Regions from separate parts of the Sus scrofa genome. Here all the other regions are linked to region 4. A link is a contact called in public Hi-C, HiChIP or PLAC-seq and promoter capture Hi-C data. All regions are on one chromosome and are shown on one strand. Each heading gives the region's core, a stretch centred on a gene start, on an enhancer-like site or on the middle of the called end of the contact. The rest is flanking DNA. Distances are from core to core; before and after follow the strand shown. Region 1 holds the start of ETV5 (ets variant 5). Region 2 holds the start of TRA2B (transformer 2 beta homolog). Region 3 holds the start of LOC110256379 (nmrA-like family domain-containing protein 1). Region 4 holds the start of EIF4A2 (eukaryotic translation initiation factor 4A2).

The links. Promoter capture Hi-C pulls out the DNA fragments that hold promoters and counts their contacts. Hi-C and Micro-C count contacts between places; a contact is called where the count stands out from the background. HiChIP or PLAC-seq counts read pairs in DNA pulled down with a chosen protein or histone mark.
Region 1: a contact with region 4 is called in a Hi-C map of skeletal muscle, with 2.8 times the contacts expected there. The contact joins the promoter of ETV5 here to the promoter of EIF4A2 in region 4. A contact is called at or near these places in 2 of 47 Hi-C or Micro-C datasets (heart right ventricle and skeletal muscle).
Region 2: a promoter capture Hi-C map of fetal liver shows a contact between it and region 4, with 5 times the contacts expected there. The contact joins the promoter of TRA2B here to the promoter of EIF4A2 in region 4. A contact is called at or near these places in 3 of 5 promoter capture datasets (fetal liver, fetal skeletal muscle and liver), 3 of 47 Hi-C or Micro-C datasets (differentiating spermatogonia, embryonic fibroblasts and heart right ventricle) and 2 of 2 datasets of contacts at active chromatin or transcription factors (alveolar macrophages and skeletal muscle).
Region 3: a contact with region 4 is called in an H3K27ac HiChIP or PLAC-seq map of alveolar macrophages. The contact joins the promoter of LOC110256379 here to the promoter of EIF4A2 in region 4. A contact is called at or near these places in 2 of 2 datasets of contacts at active chromatin or transcription factors (alveolar macrophages and skeletal muscle).

The regions. Positions count from the first base shown.
Region 1 is chr13:123,928,603-123,931,630 of Sscrofa11.1, reverse strand. ETV5 (ets variant 5) reads left to right here and starts at 1,474. Exons shown (of 13, transcript NM_001243025.1): 1 at 1,474-1,621.
Region 2 is chr13:123,779,138-123,782,092 of Sscrofa11.1, reverse strand. TRA2B (transformer 2 beta homolog) reads left to right here and starts at 1,342. Exons shown (of 9, transcript NM_001077221.1): 1 at 1,342-1,377. The coding sequence starts at 1,342.
Region 3 is chr13:123,801,222-123,804,152 of Sscrofa11.1, reverse strand. LOC110256379 (nmrA-like family domain-containing protein 1) reads right to left here and starts at 1,513. Exons shown (of 4, transcript XM_021070002.1): 1 at 1,378-1,513. The coding sequence starts at 1,417.
Region 4 is chr13:124,581,696-124,584,655 of Sscrofa11.1, reverse strand. It overlaps EIF4A2 (eukaryotic translation initiation factor 4A2), which reads right to left and starts at 1,594. Exons shown (of 11, transcript NM_001100195.1): 1 at 1,531-1,594; 2 at 658-703; 3 at 439-571; 4 at 22-161. The coding sequence starts at 1,559.

The DNA of each region.
Region 1 (3,028 bases), core at 225-2,724, 650 kb after region 4:
AAATGACTGAGAGCCCATAAGTGGAAGCAGAAAAAGGTGGGCAAATTTTGACCTAAATTTTTTTTTTCTTTAAAAAATCCACACTGCATTCCCCACGGTGGTGGTAGGAGGCAGCCCCAGTGTCGGCAGGGCCAGTCTTTACTAGGGGCTCTCTCCTCCCCCCACCGCTGGCGCACGAGGTGAATGGCAGGGCACACCAGCAGAATGAGAACAGAAGAGCTCCTTCGCAAGTCCCAATATCCTGGGGGAGAGCAGAGAGTCATCCCACGGCCTTCGCAGAAGGGGGCAGAGGGGGCGGAGAGGGGAGAGGATTGCTTGTTTCCTGGAACACCCTGTTAAGAATCTGAGCAATTGCAGTTAGTGCCCGGTCGTTTGGCAAGAAGAGTAGCTTCTCCTCGTTCCCAGCTGCACGGGATCTAATTCGCAAATGCACCATCTTGCATTCAACACTTAAATGGAAAACAAGCAGGCGATCTAACTCTGCAAGCCCGCTTCGGAGGGATTTATGTTTCTAGGTCGGCGGACCGGTTGGTGTCCTCCCCAGAGAGGATTTCTTTGAGTGCCGACCCTCTCACATCCCGGATCCAAAACCCACTCTGGCGGTTATAAACTGCAATTAAGCATGGGGAGAAAACAGGATTTGGTTGGGCCTTGGGCCTGCCAGTATAAAATAGTACCTAAAAGCTGTTTGAGAGCTCAGATTTTAAAGGGAGATACTGCTTTTTCTTCCCCCACTGGAAACCTAGTTAAAGGAAATTAAGGCCTCTCTTAAAGGTAACTAAGATTAGAGGGCTCGGTTTCCGTTTTCTGTGTTTCTATGGGCCGAACGCCCAGGTCGGTCAGCGAGTTTCTCTCCGGGTGGAATGACAGATTCCTCTCGCCTGAATTCTAAAATGATAACTTCTCTTGGTGCTGCAGCTGCGAACGACCGGGGCTCAGCGGCCCAATCCCGGCAGTGGTGTTGCTGGGAGGGCTGGGAGTGGGGGTGGGGAAGAAGTAAGGGTGAATGAGGAAGGGGAAAGAGCCAAGCTTCGGTGAAAAGTTGGGAGAGCTGCAAGGAGAGAAGTAAAGGCGGCTCTTAGAGGCCCTCGGCCCCTTTAAGTGCTTCACTGACTCAGCTAAGCTTCCCCCTCAGGTCGCGTTTTTTATGAATGAAAAACGTCCTTACATTCATTATATAAACAAGCCTGTGCTGATTGGCCAATGGGCCCCAGATGCATAAATTATGTAAAACAGACCCCTGAGGGGGTGGGGAGGGACGTGCTGTTGACCAATGAGGACCAGAGTTGATGGGGCGGCTTGGCTGGATTTGCCCGCAGACAGGGTAAACAAGAGGTGATGGGCAGCCGCTGGAGCGGCCTCGGGCCAATGGGAAAACGGCTGGGCTACAGCCGCGGGCCAATGGCGGTGGGCAGAGCGGCGGGCCGCTGGGGGCCGGGCCAGCGCTCCAGCCTGGTTGGCAGCTGCAGCGCAGAGTCCAGCCGCTGGTGCGCGGAGCGGTTTATCGTCTCCGGAGCGGTGCGGCCCAGCCATTCGCCTAGGCACCCAGGCCCGGTGCGCGCGTGCGTGAGCGCGCCTGCGCCCCGGGGCCGCTGCAAGGGGAGGAGAGCCACCGCCTCAGGTGAGGGGGCGTCGAGGGACAGAGGGTTTTTGGAGCGGGTGTCTTGGAAGGGCCCAGCGGGCGAGAGTTCACTGGCTAATTCAGAATCCTCAAAGTCGGGGTGCACTTTCTGTGGTGGCTGAGCCCCCTCCCTTCCAGGGCTGACCGCCCCCTCCTCTTGCGGCCCGGTCCGGTCCGGTTCCTGAGAGGCGTCGAGCGGAGGCGGCTAACGGTTCCGGAGCGCGCAGAGAGCGGGTTTCCGCACGTCGCGGGGGAGGCGCGCGGGAGCGCGAGGTGCGGGGGCTCCCGGGTGGGGATGGAGGGGCGCCGAGTTGCCGGCTTTACCATCTCTGGAGATCTGAGAGTCCGGAGAGGACTTGGGGGCTCTGGAGAAGAGGTACTCGGCAGAGGTTTGCAGTGAGGAGGGGACCTAAAGCAGCTTTGGGCGAATGTTTGAGAGGTGATGCACCCCCACCCCAGTACCAGGAGAGGTTAAGTGACATGTGCAGCCTGCGAGATTTGGGGTCGGCCGGGAACTTAGGCAGGCCTTGCAAGTTTCAGGTTGTGGAAAGTGGACACCAGTCCCCCACTCCCACCCCAGCAGACCAAGGGCGTCAGGCTGCACGGCGATTCTCGAGAAATCGGGGAGCATCAGAACCGCGGCCTGGGGATGGTGGAAAAGAAGGAAAAAAAAAAAAAATGCGGAGGGGGATGGAGAGATGCCGGAGCCTCCTCGCGCTGGATTAGGGATCTGACCGCATTTTCAGAGGGGAGGAGACCTCTGGGGGAAACTGAACTCTTAATTGAAAAGGGGTACCAAAGAGAGATGTTTGGAAGGTTTTTCTAGCGGGGGTGGGGAGGGGGGGATTGGAGGCTGTTGGTAGCGCCCGGCGCCGCAGCTCGTTTTTATGAATGTGGGTGACTTTATGAATGAAGCGGGTTTCTTTCGTTGGCTCGCAGCTCCCTGCGGCTTTTTTTCTTTGCTTTTTTGTGAATGAAGCATTGAGCTTTCCTCCTAAAACGCTGGGGTGAGGGGCCTGCGTCGGAGGCAGGGCGTGCGTTGGGAGTGGGGGCGGGGGCGCATCCAAAGGAGTTTTCATGAATGGAGAAGGCTGGGAATTGGGTGGAAGTGTGTCTTGTTTTGTGAATGGGGCCCAGTGCTAGGGATCCAGTTACAGCCTTTACCTGATGTGGCGGCTGCGGCTCGCTCTCCCATTCATAAAACCGGGCCCGCTGCGCGCCGCGGGGGAGGGGCCTCGATCGGACCGCTGCGTTGTGTTAAAGTTTTTCCTGGGGGCACCAGGCGTGGTGTGTGTGTGGGGGGGGGGGGGAGCACAAAGGAAGTGGTTTATACTCCTGGATGAATTCGAGCCTTCCCTTCAGGCTTTTTTTTTTTTTTAATTTATACTTTGAACAAAATTTTTCTAG
Region 2 (2,955 bases), core at 93-2,592, 800 kb after region 4:
TGCTCAGTGGGTTAAGGATCCTGCATTGCTGCGAGTTGTGGTGTAGGTTGCAGACACAGCTCAGATCTGGCTGTGGCTGTCCATAGCCTGGGAACTTCCATATGCTGCGGGTGTGGCCCTTAAAAAAAATACAATAAAATTGTGATGGTTGCAATTCTATAAATATAAAAACCGCTTGAATTGTACATTTTATTTTTTTGGCTGTGCCTGTGGCATGCAGAACTTCCCTGGCCAGGGATTGAACACTCACCACAGCAGCTACCCAAGCTACTGCAGTGACCCCACCAGATCTTTAACCCACTGCCCCACAGAAGAACTCCAATTTGTATACTTTAAATGGGAGTATTGCATGGTATGTGAATTATATCTCAAGAGAACTGTTTTTAAAAATCAAGTGGCCCTTTACAGATATCGAAGTACCTCACCAGCCAAGTACCACACTTTTTTAAGGAGGACAACAGGGACAGAGGGATGGCTGAACGTCCAAGTTTGGACTCTTCCCACTATATCATGCTGTTGAGATTTGGCATAATTAAACTCCTTGTGACACCACTATAGTTATACATTTCTCTAATGTTTGAAATCATAGTTTGCAAATCTGTGTTTAACAGTTCTCCCTAATTACACCACTAACCCCTTTAGGTTAGAGACTGTGCCTGGTTTCAGTGCATCAAGATCTGGTAGAGTACTTGCTACTTAACAGATGCTCAAATGAAGGTTTTTCAGGCAGGAAAGACCCACAACTGAAGTTATATATATAAGAGCAAAGCAAAGCATGGAACCTACCATAGGGCTATCCGCCCTCTCCAATCACAGGAAAACACAAAAATGAGGAATAAAGTGAAAGAAAGGAAATAAAGACGGGCGAAATGTTGGGCATCTCCTCCCTTCCCCACCCTCCACGACGGCTGGAAAGTTCCAGAAGGGAGTCAGGCGTGTCCGATGACGTCACTACGGCCCTTGGAGACCACCACTGAGGACAACTCGCGCTCTCACTTTCCCGCCTCTAAGAAACCCCGAGTTGGGAGTTAGCGCGGTTTGAGGGGCGGGGTTACGTCACGTCCGGTTCGGGACGCGCCACTGCTGTAAAGGGAAAGTCGAGCGCAGAGGGGCGGGGCCAAGAAAGCGCGCCTTCTGGGAGGGGGTGGGGCCGGGTTAAAGAGCGCCGCGTCACGTCCGGAAGACTTAGAGCCCGTGCGGAGGCGGTGCGGAGCGTTTCGGTCCTCAGCGGCTGGGGAACCACTGCGTGGTGTGAGGCTGCGGCGGAGCCTCTAGATAGAAGGCGCGAGAGGGTGGCAGCTTCGCTTGAAGCACGTCGAGCGACGACAGCAGCCAGGAGTCATGAGCGACAGCGGCGAGCAGAACTACGGCGAGCGGGTACGTAGCAGTGGTGAAGGGGGCGGCTGCGTGGTCCCAGCTTCTTGCATCTTTTCCAGGCCCGTCGGCCTCGGGCCGGGTGATGGGGGAGCGATTTCGGTTCCGAAAACTGAGACCAGGAGAGAGGGGAGTCAGGGTTTGAAAAGCCCTCCTAGGTAGTGTCTTAACCGTGAGGGAGACTGCCGGCATGTTTAGGTGGCTTGGTACCCGAAACGGCGGTTTTTTCCGTTATGAGGTGGTGGTGGGGGGGATTAAAAATGGCCGCTGCGTCCCCTCGGTGGTGGGGGAGGGGAGCAGTATCTCGTTTCGCCGTTGGTCTCCTGCGAAGCCTCGCCGCAGCCATCTTGGGCTGGCGGGCCGGGCGCGCTGCCAGAAGCACAAAATGGCGGAGGAGCCGCGCGTCAACGCGGGCCCGACCGGCGGAGGGGCCCACACCTCACAGGGTCGCGGGGGCTTCGGGAGGGAAAGAAGCGACGTTCTGTGGGGTCTTTCGCTCGTTAGGGTAAGACAAGGTCGAATTCTGAGCCCCGAATGTATGAAATTCTAGAGTGTTCTTGGGGCCTCTTTTCAGGTGGGGGAACTAGGAGAAGTCCTGGGCCCGTTAGTTTGAGGAGATTACGCGCGGGCTTTGTGTTCGGCCTAAATGCAGTGTTTTTCTTTGATGTCGAAGAGGGTCTCAAACCCTAGATCGTTGCGGTGTCCAAGTAGACCACAAGGTCGCTGATATTTTCTTGTTTTATAGAGGTCCCCCCCCCCCCACGGGATGGTGGAGAAATTGGCGGGTAACAATTTATGGCGCCGTTGTTTCCTTTGTTTTGAGGCATTCTTGTTATGTGAACTACAGCTTGTTTTGGTGCGCTTTTAAGTTTTCACTTAAAAATGTAGAGTTCCGTGAGGGTTGGATCAAGTGCAGAAATAAGACAGTTCCTGGGCTTAAAAAGCATGATGTAAAGCTTGGTTTTGGGTCCTTGAGTACAAATGTGTAAAGATGTAAGACTTGGCAGAATCTTGCCTACTTGGAGCTTGAGATTTGTTGGAAGGGTAATGAACACCATAGAACTTGATTTTTTTTTTTTTTTTTTTTTTAAACCTTGATGGGATTAGGTTAGATGTTACGTAATTTTCCGGTAAAATCTATTCAAATATCTGGTAAATCTATTCAAAAATCTTCCACAAAGGAATGAGAAAGATTTTAGGTGGTTCATTAGAAGGGTATTGTTGGGGAAAAAAAAAACTTATTTTAGCTCTTAGAATCTTAGTGGATTTACCGTGTAACTTCTGGATTCAAATCTGATTAATTTGGCTTGAACTAATCAGGCCCCATCTTTAGCTATGCAGATGAATTTTGGCTTTATATATTTTTCCCTAAGACGTTTGATTTTTCACTGTCATCAGTGTTTGTCTGATTATTTAAGCTTTTTTGTAGAGAGAAAGCTTGGATCCAGTTCACAAGTTGTTGAAGCTGTGGCTTATGGTTTCTGCCAGTTGGGAATACTATCGAAATTAGGCGTCTGGACTGAAAAGGAAATGCTTTTTTAGTCTTTAGCTATTAAAACAATGGGTATTTTTGTTTTGAGA
Region 3 (2,931 bases), core at 264-2,763, 780 kb after region 4:
ATGCGACAATCATCTCCTTTTCTCTACTTTTATTTCCTTCAACAGGCAATGTCATATCTGGCTGTTGATTTTTGAGAATTTGCTTCTCTCTTCTCCCTGTTTGGGGCTTTGCCTCCCTTCAGACAAAATCCCTAACCTCACAGAGCTTCTATCCTATGTGGAGAGACAGACAGTAATGGGAGAAATCAAGCAGGGAGGGGAGTCAGACAGGCAACGTGGAGAGGGGTTGCAATTTTATTTTATTTTACTGTCTTTTTAGGGCTGTACCGATGGCATATGGAAGTTCCCAGGATAACGGTCGAATTTGAGCTGTAGCCGCCAGCCTACACCACAGCCACAGCAACAAGGAATCCGAGCCGTGTCTGCACAACCTACACCACAGGTCAGGCACCGCCGGATCCCTAACCCACTGAGCGAGGCCAGGGATCCAACCTGCGTCCTCACGGATGCTAGTCAGATTCCTTTCTGCTGAGCCAGGACAAGAACTGGCTTAAAATTTAAAATTGGCTGCAATTTTAAATACCGAGCTCTGGAAAGTGCACATGGAGAGGACACCAGCTGGTGGCAGACAGGAGGGAGAAAGCAGTGTGGGTAACTGGAGGAAGATTACTCTAGGTTGTGGGAGCAACCAATGCTAAGGCCTTAAGGTGGAGTGAGTCTGAGAAACACACAGAATGAGCAAGGGTGAACGGAAGAAGATGAGGTCCACAAGGGTCTCATAGGTGATCCGCTGGGCTTTGCATTTTACCTGGAGTGAGACAGAGGGTTTTGAGCAAAGCTTGCCATGCTATGACAGTTTCAAATAGATCAAAAGGCAGATGTGAGAATTTGACAGAGGAGAAAGACCTGACTAGAATTACATTTTGCCAAGATAGCTCTGGCTGTTGGAGAGCAGAGTGCAAGGGAGGCAGAGTGGAAGCAGCAATGCTGGCTAAAGGCTCTTGGGCAGCTGTCCAAGAGGGAGAAGTCCCTCCCCCAGAGAGTCGCTGGAATACAGGTTAGGCACAAGGCTGTCCCTACATACCCATGGGCTCTCACACTTGCTCATTTTGCTTGTCAGAAAGCGAGCAGAGAAAAGTCTCCAGAGTAGAGCTAATGCTGATGTGCAACTTCTACGAAAAAAGAAAGAAAAAGAAATACAGACAGACAGCTGTCCTTGTTCTGCTGAGATCCTTTTTGACCAATCAAGCCAAATCACCCTGCCCCATTACTACATCAGAAATGATGTATCAAGCAAATGATACTTTTCTCAGTTTTCCTTCAAAGGGCCCTTTGTTCTGTCCCTGCTTGCAAACTCTGAAATGAAAATCAGGAAGACAAGAAAGTAAGCAAAGTGAGCATGCACTTTAAAAGTGAGGAGTTTGGGGGGTTTTTTACCTGTTGCTCCAAACACTGCAATGGTTTTCTTGCTGGCCATGTTACTGAACACAGAATTAGTTCAGAAGCAGGAGTTTCCTCCAAACAGTGAAGCAGATGAAATGCGAAGTTCCACTGACTGTGAGATTTATAAACCACAACTAGCCACCACACCCCTAATTTTCACTTGTAAAACCTTTATCGCTAGATACCTTAGTCACTCTGACACAGCGGTTTTCTAAATGAGGATTCATTTAGTCGCTGTCATGTGTACAGCAAATTTGTATGAAGTACACTAGGCATAGAACTAGAGACCCTGGTTAGAGAGAGAAGCTAGTAAGTAAAAGCAAAGCAGAGAGGAGCATAGAGGGGACATAGGTCCTAGCGGAAAGACAGGAAACTCAGACTGGGGGGGTGTTAGAGAAGGCATTTAGACGAGGTGATGCTGAAGCTGACCAGAAGTCCCCTTGAGTTGTTCAGTCAGGAAGAGTAGAAAGAGAGACCACCCTAGGCAGGAGGAATGGAGGAATCAAGGAACCAAGGAACTTGAACTTTGCCTATTTAAGTTCAAAGACAAGGTAATCATGACACAGGGCTCATGCTGGGTGCAGTAATGCTATATGAATGGCAGGAAATCAGACTGGGAAGGATGGCGGAGTCCAGAACACAATGGCCTGGCAAGTCTGTCAAGGAGCTTGGATTTATCCTGGCGGCCACAGCAGGTGTCATGTGATCCTCTGGCAGCAGAATGGAGGATGCGTTGAAACAAGACAATGCTGGAAGCGGAAACTCTCCTAAGGAGACTTAAGAAATGATACATGTGAGAAATGACAAAACTTGAATGGAGGCAAGCCTTTTTTGGGTGGATTGTGTCCCTCCAAAATTCAAAGGTTGAAGTTTTAACTCCCCATGCCTCAGAATGTGATCTTTCTTGGAGAGAAAGTGTAGGCAGAGGTCATCAAGGTAAAGTGAGATCATTGGCATGTGCCTGGCCCAGTATGACAGGTGTCCTTATAAAAGGGGGAAATTTGAAAACAGAGGTGAGTACAGAGGGAAGAGGATGCGGAGATACAGGGAGACTGCCATGCGAATGCAAAGACGGCCATCTGTAAGGCAAGGAGAGAGGCCTGGAGCAGATCCTTCCCTCATAGCCATCAGAAGGAGCCAACCCTGCCAACATCTGAATCTTGGACTTCCCTTCTCCAGAATCATGAGACAATATGCTTCTGCCTTGTGGTTCTTTGTTGCAGAAGCCCTAGCAGACTATCGAGTCAGTGACAATGGGGGTGAAGTGAAACATATTCAGGAGGTAAACTGAGAAGATCTTCATGGTTGGATGTGGGGAAAGGGAAAATGAAGAGAAAGGACTAAAAATGACTCTGCCCACTGGAGGAGTTGGCAACAGAGGAAATGAACACAGAACTGGGCAAGTTGCGTTGGAGGCTGCAACTGGTTGAGACATTGGGAGGTGAGGAAGTGAGGAAAGCACTGTAGATATCTGCTTTAAGGAGATTGCTGTAAAGGAAGTGAGAGCAAACTGTGGTTACATGAGGAAATAAAGTTTTCTTTCCGTCG
Region 4 (2,960 bases), core at 345-2,844:
TTTGAACTACACTATCAATACCTGTTGAGCCAGTTCTCTGGTGGGGGCCAATACTAGTGCTTGGGTCTCCTTGAACTCAATCTCCAACTGTTGCAGGATGGAAATAGCAAATGTGGCTGTCTTGCCAGTACCTGACTGAGCTTGAGCAATCACATCATACCCTAAAAAAAGTAGGATACATATTTACCGATCCCACAGCAAACCGTCACTTCTAGTCACACCATGTATTCCATTTGGAACATAATTATGCCCAAATAATCAAGTGATCAGCAATGAGTATTCTCTTCATTTCAGGTCAGTCCCGAAAGATGATTGCCATCATTTCACTTTTTGGAATACAAATAGGTGCTAGTCCCCCAGAAGGTATACGTTCCCTTTTACGGTCCAGGTCTATGCAGAAGAGTGAATTCATTTTTAAAAACAGCCGAATTCTTTTACCTTTAATACAAGGAATAATAGCTCTCTGCTGAATAGCTGATGGCTTCTCAAAACCGTAAGCATAGATGCCCCGAAGAAGAGACTCCTTTAAATTCATATCGTCAAAGTTATCAACAATCTCATTCCAGTTGCTCTGAAAGTTTGGGCAAAAAAAAAAGGAATAAATGGGACGAACACACTTACCTTCCCAGAGTTTCAAATTCCACACACGTTTCTTACCTCGATGACACCATCGGGGTCCATTCCCTCTGGGCCGCCATGTTCTCTGCCAACAAAAACACTGCAGTTAGAGAAAATCCCTTCCCCAAACCCACTTCAACTGCACATGGGCGAAAAAGCGCTTTCACAACCGGTCTCTTGAGGTCGCCCTCCCCTGCACGAGTCCACTTCCCAAAGCCGCAGAAGAAGCTGATGCCGCAGGGCACACAATGTCCCGCGCGCCCGCTCAAAGGTTAGGACCTGAGGACACCCGGAAAGGCCCCTCCGACGCCGGCCCTCCCCCTCCAAGCCCGAGCGCAGGCGCTCCCCTCGGCGGCGGACCGTCTCGCGAGAGCTCCACGCGCTGAGCTCCGCCCCTAACACTGCGCAAGCCGGGGTGATTGACGCGGGCCGAGGCCTGGAGAGGCGAGCCAACGGCTCATTGGGACCCCGTGGCCGGCGCGGCCCCATCCGGCCTCCAGCCGCGGGCAGTGGGCGCCGTCGCCGTCCTGCCCCCCACCCCACCACCGTCTAGCGCGCCCAAGCCGCGCCGCTGGCCGCGAATAAACCTCCGAGCCCCATTAGACTCTATCAACCGCGGGCTGCGCCATGGCTTTCACTAAACGCCGGGCTCCGCAGGGGCAGGGGGGCGGCTGCGATTCAAATGCGCCTTCGGGGAAAGACACGCTTTAACCACCCCGTTTTCCTACCCTCGTCTCGTCTCCCCACAACCCGGGCCCTACACTTCATGGAAGCTTCTCGAAGGACACAGGAGTACCGTGGCCCAAGGCAACGCCTATGAACCAGGGCTTCTCTTCCTGCTCACCGCCTACTACCATCTCCTCTGGCGCCTTAGGACCATACCATAGAAAACCACCGGAGAGAGCGCCATACCTGTTATAATCCGCGGAGCCACCAGACATGATCCAAAGAACCACTCAGCGCCCGACTGAAAAGACAGCCGGGCCGCACCACCCGTTTTTTATAGGCTCGCGGCCGGAACCCGTTTTCCGCGGAGGAATTTTACTGTCGCTCTTCGGCCAGTCACAAAATTGTGATCCTGGGATGCTTATCTCAGAAAATATTCGAAGCAAATCATTAAGAAAATTCAAATTTGATTATGTGTCGATATTCCAGGGTTGTTGAAAATCCCAGGACCCTGGGGGAAGGTTGGGACTCTTTGACCCGCGGCGGAAGAATATTGCAGCAAGCAGTAGCTAGGTTCGCGTTCCCTGCCCGCCCTGCTCCTACGGGGTTTCCGCGTCCCTCGAGCAGAGGCGGCCGGGGCGCCGGGCAGGACCGGGAGGCGGAAGCTCGGGGCCCCTTGGAAGCTGGGTGGCCCCGGTTTCTCCGCAGGCGAGCCAGGGAACCTCGCTGTGCTCGCCGTGCTCGGTGCGGAAGGTGTAGGCACGGCCATACTCCGCACTGGAGGGCAATCGGGCTATTCCGCCTGTTCGCGCCGCTACTTAACGCGAAGGTAAAGAGCCGCCTGGCCTTTGACACGAGCGTTTAACATCCATACAGACCTTGACAGTGTGAAACTCGCGCTGCGGAAAATGTCGGCCGCCCAGCGTGTCACAGGAGATCCGCTTTACCGTACATCGTGCAGGGCGAGAAGAAATGTGTAGGGTCCTCTGCAAATTGTCTCTGGAGTAGCCAACTCCTTTCTTATGTTGCCTCTTCTCTCACTGCCTTTTAAAAATAAAGGTTATAAATTTTAACAGGTGTGAGCAATGCCTGATAAAATCATTGTAAACTGGCAAATAGAAGGGTAATTTTTCCTGTAATTCAGGAATTTAAGTGGATGCTTCTGGCAAGTACAGCTCCGTGCCGCTTTGGGACTACATAAGTTTTGCTTCCGGTCATTTTTTTTTTTTCCAAAAGGCTTTTTGAATTTTAATTGCTTATATATAATGAATGTTGATTTATTGATATTGAGAGCATTGTAACCCTTAAAGCTCCAGAGGCTTTCAACTATAGCCCTAACCCATACTCATTAGTAAAAACAAAACAAAAATTAATATATATAGTCATTTAACTTTGAAATACAATCCTACCCATACTGCAAAATATCACAATTACTCAAGAAAACCTTTTACCATTAAATCAGACTGCCAACATAAAGTCTGATAACAGGAAAAATGACTTAATTTTCTATATTTGTGTACTATATTCAGTATGATGCTTGCTTCTAAATGCCACATTTTTTCCAAAAAAAAAAAAATCATTTGCTTGAAAATTGTTGTGCCAGAAACTGACAAGAACTAATACCCAGATGACAGTGTCTTCGCCTGCAGTCTAGTGATGCTGCTCCTTAACCATCC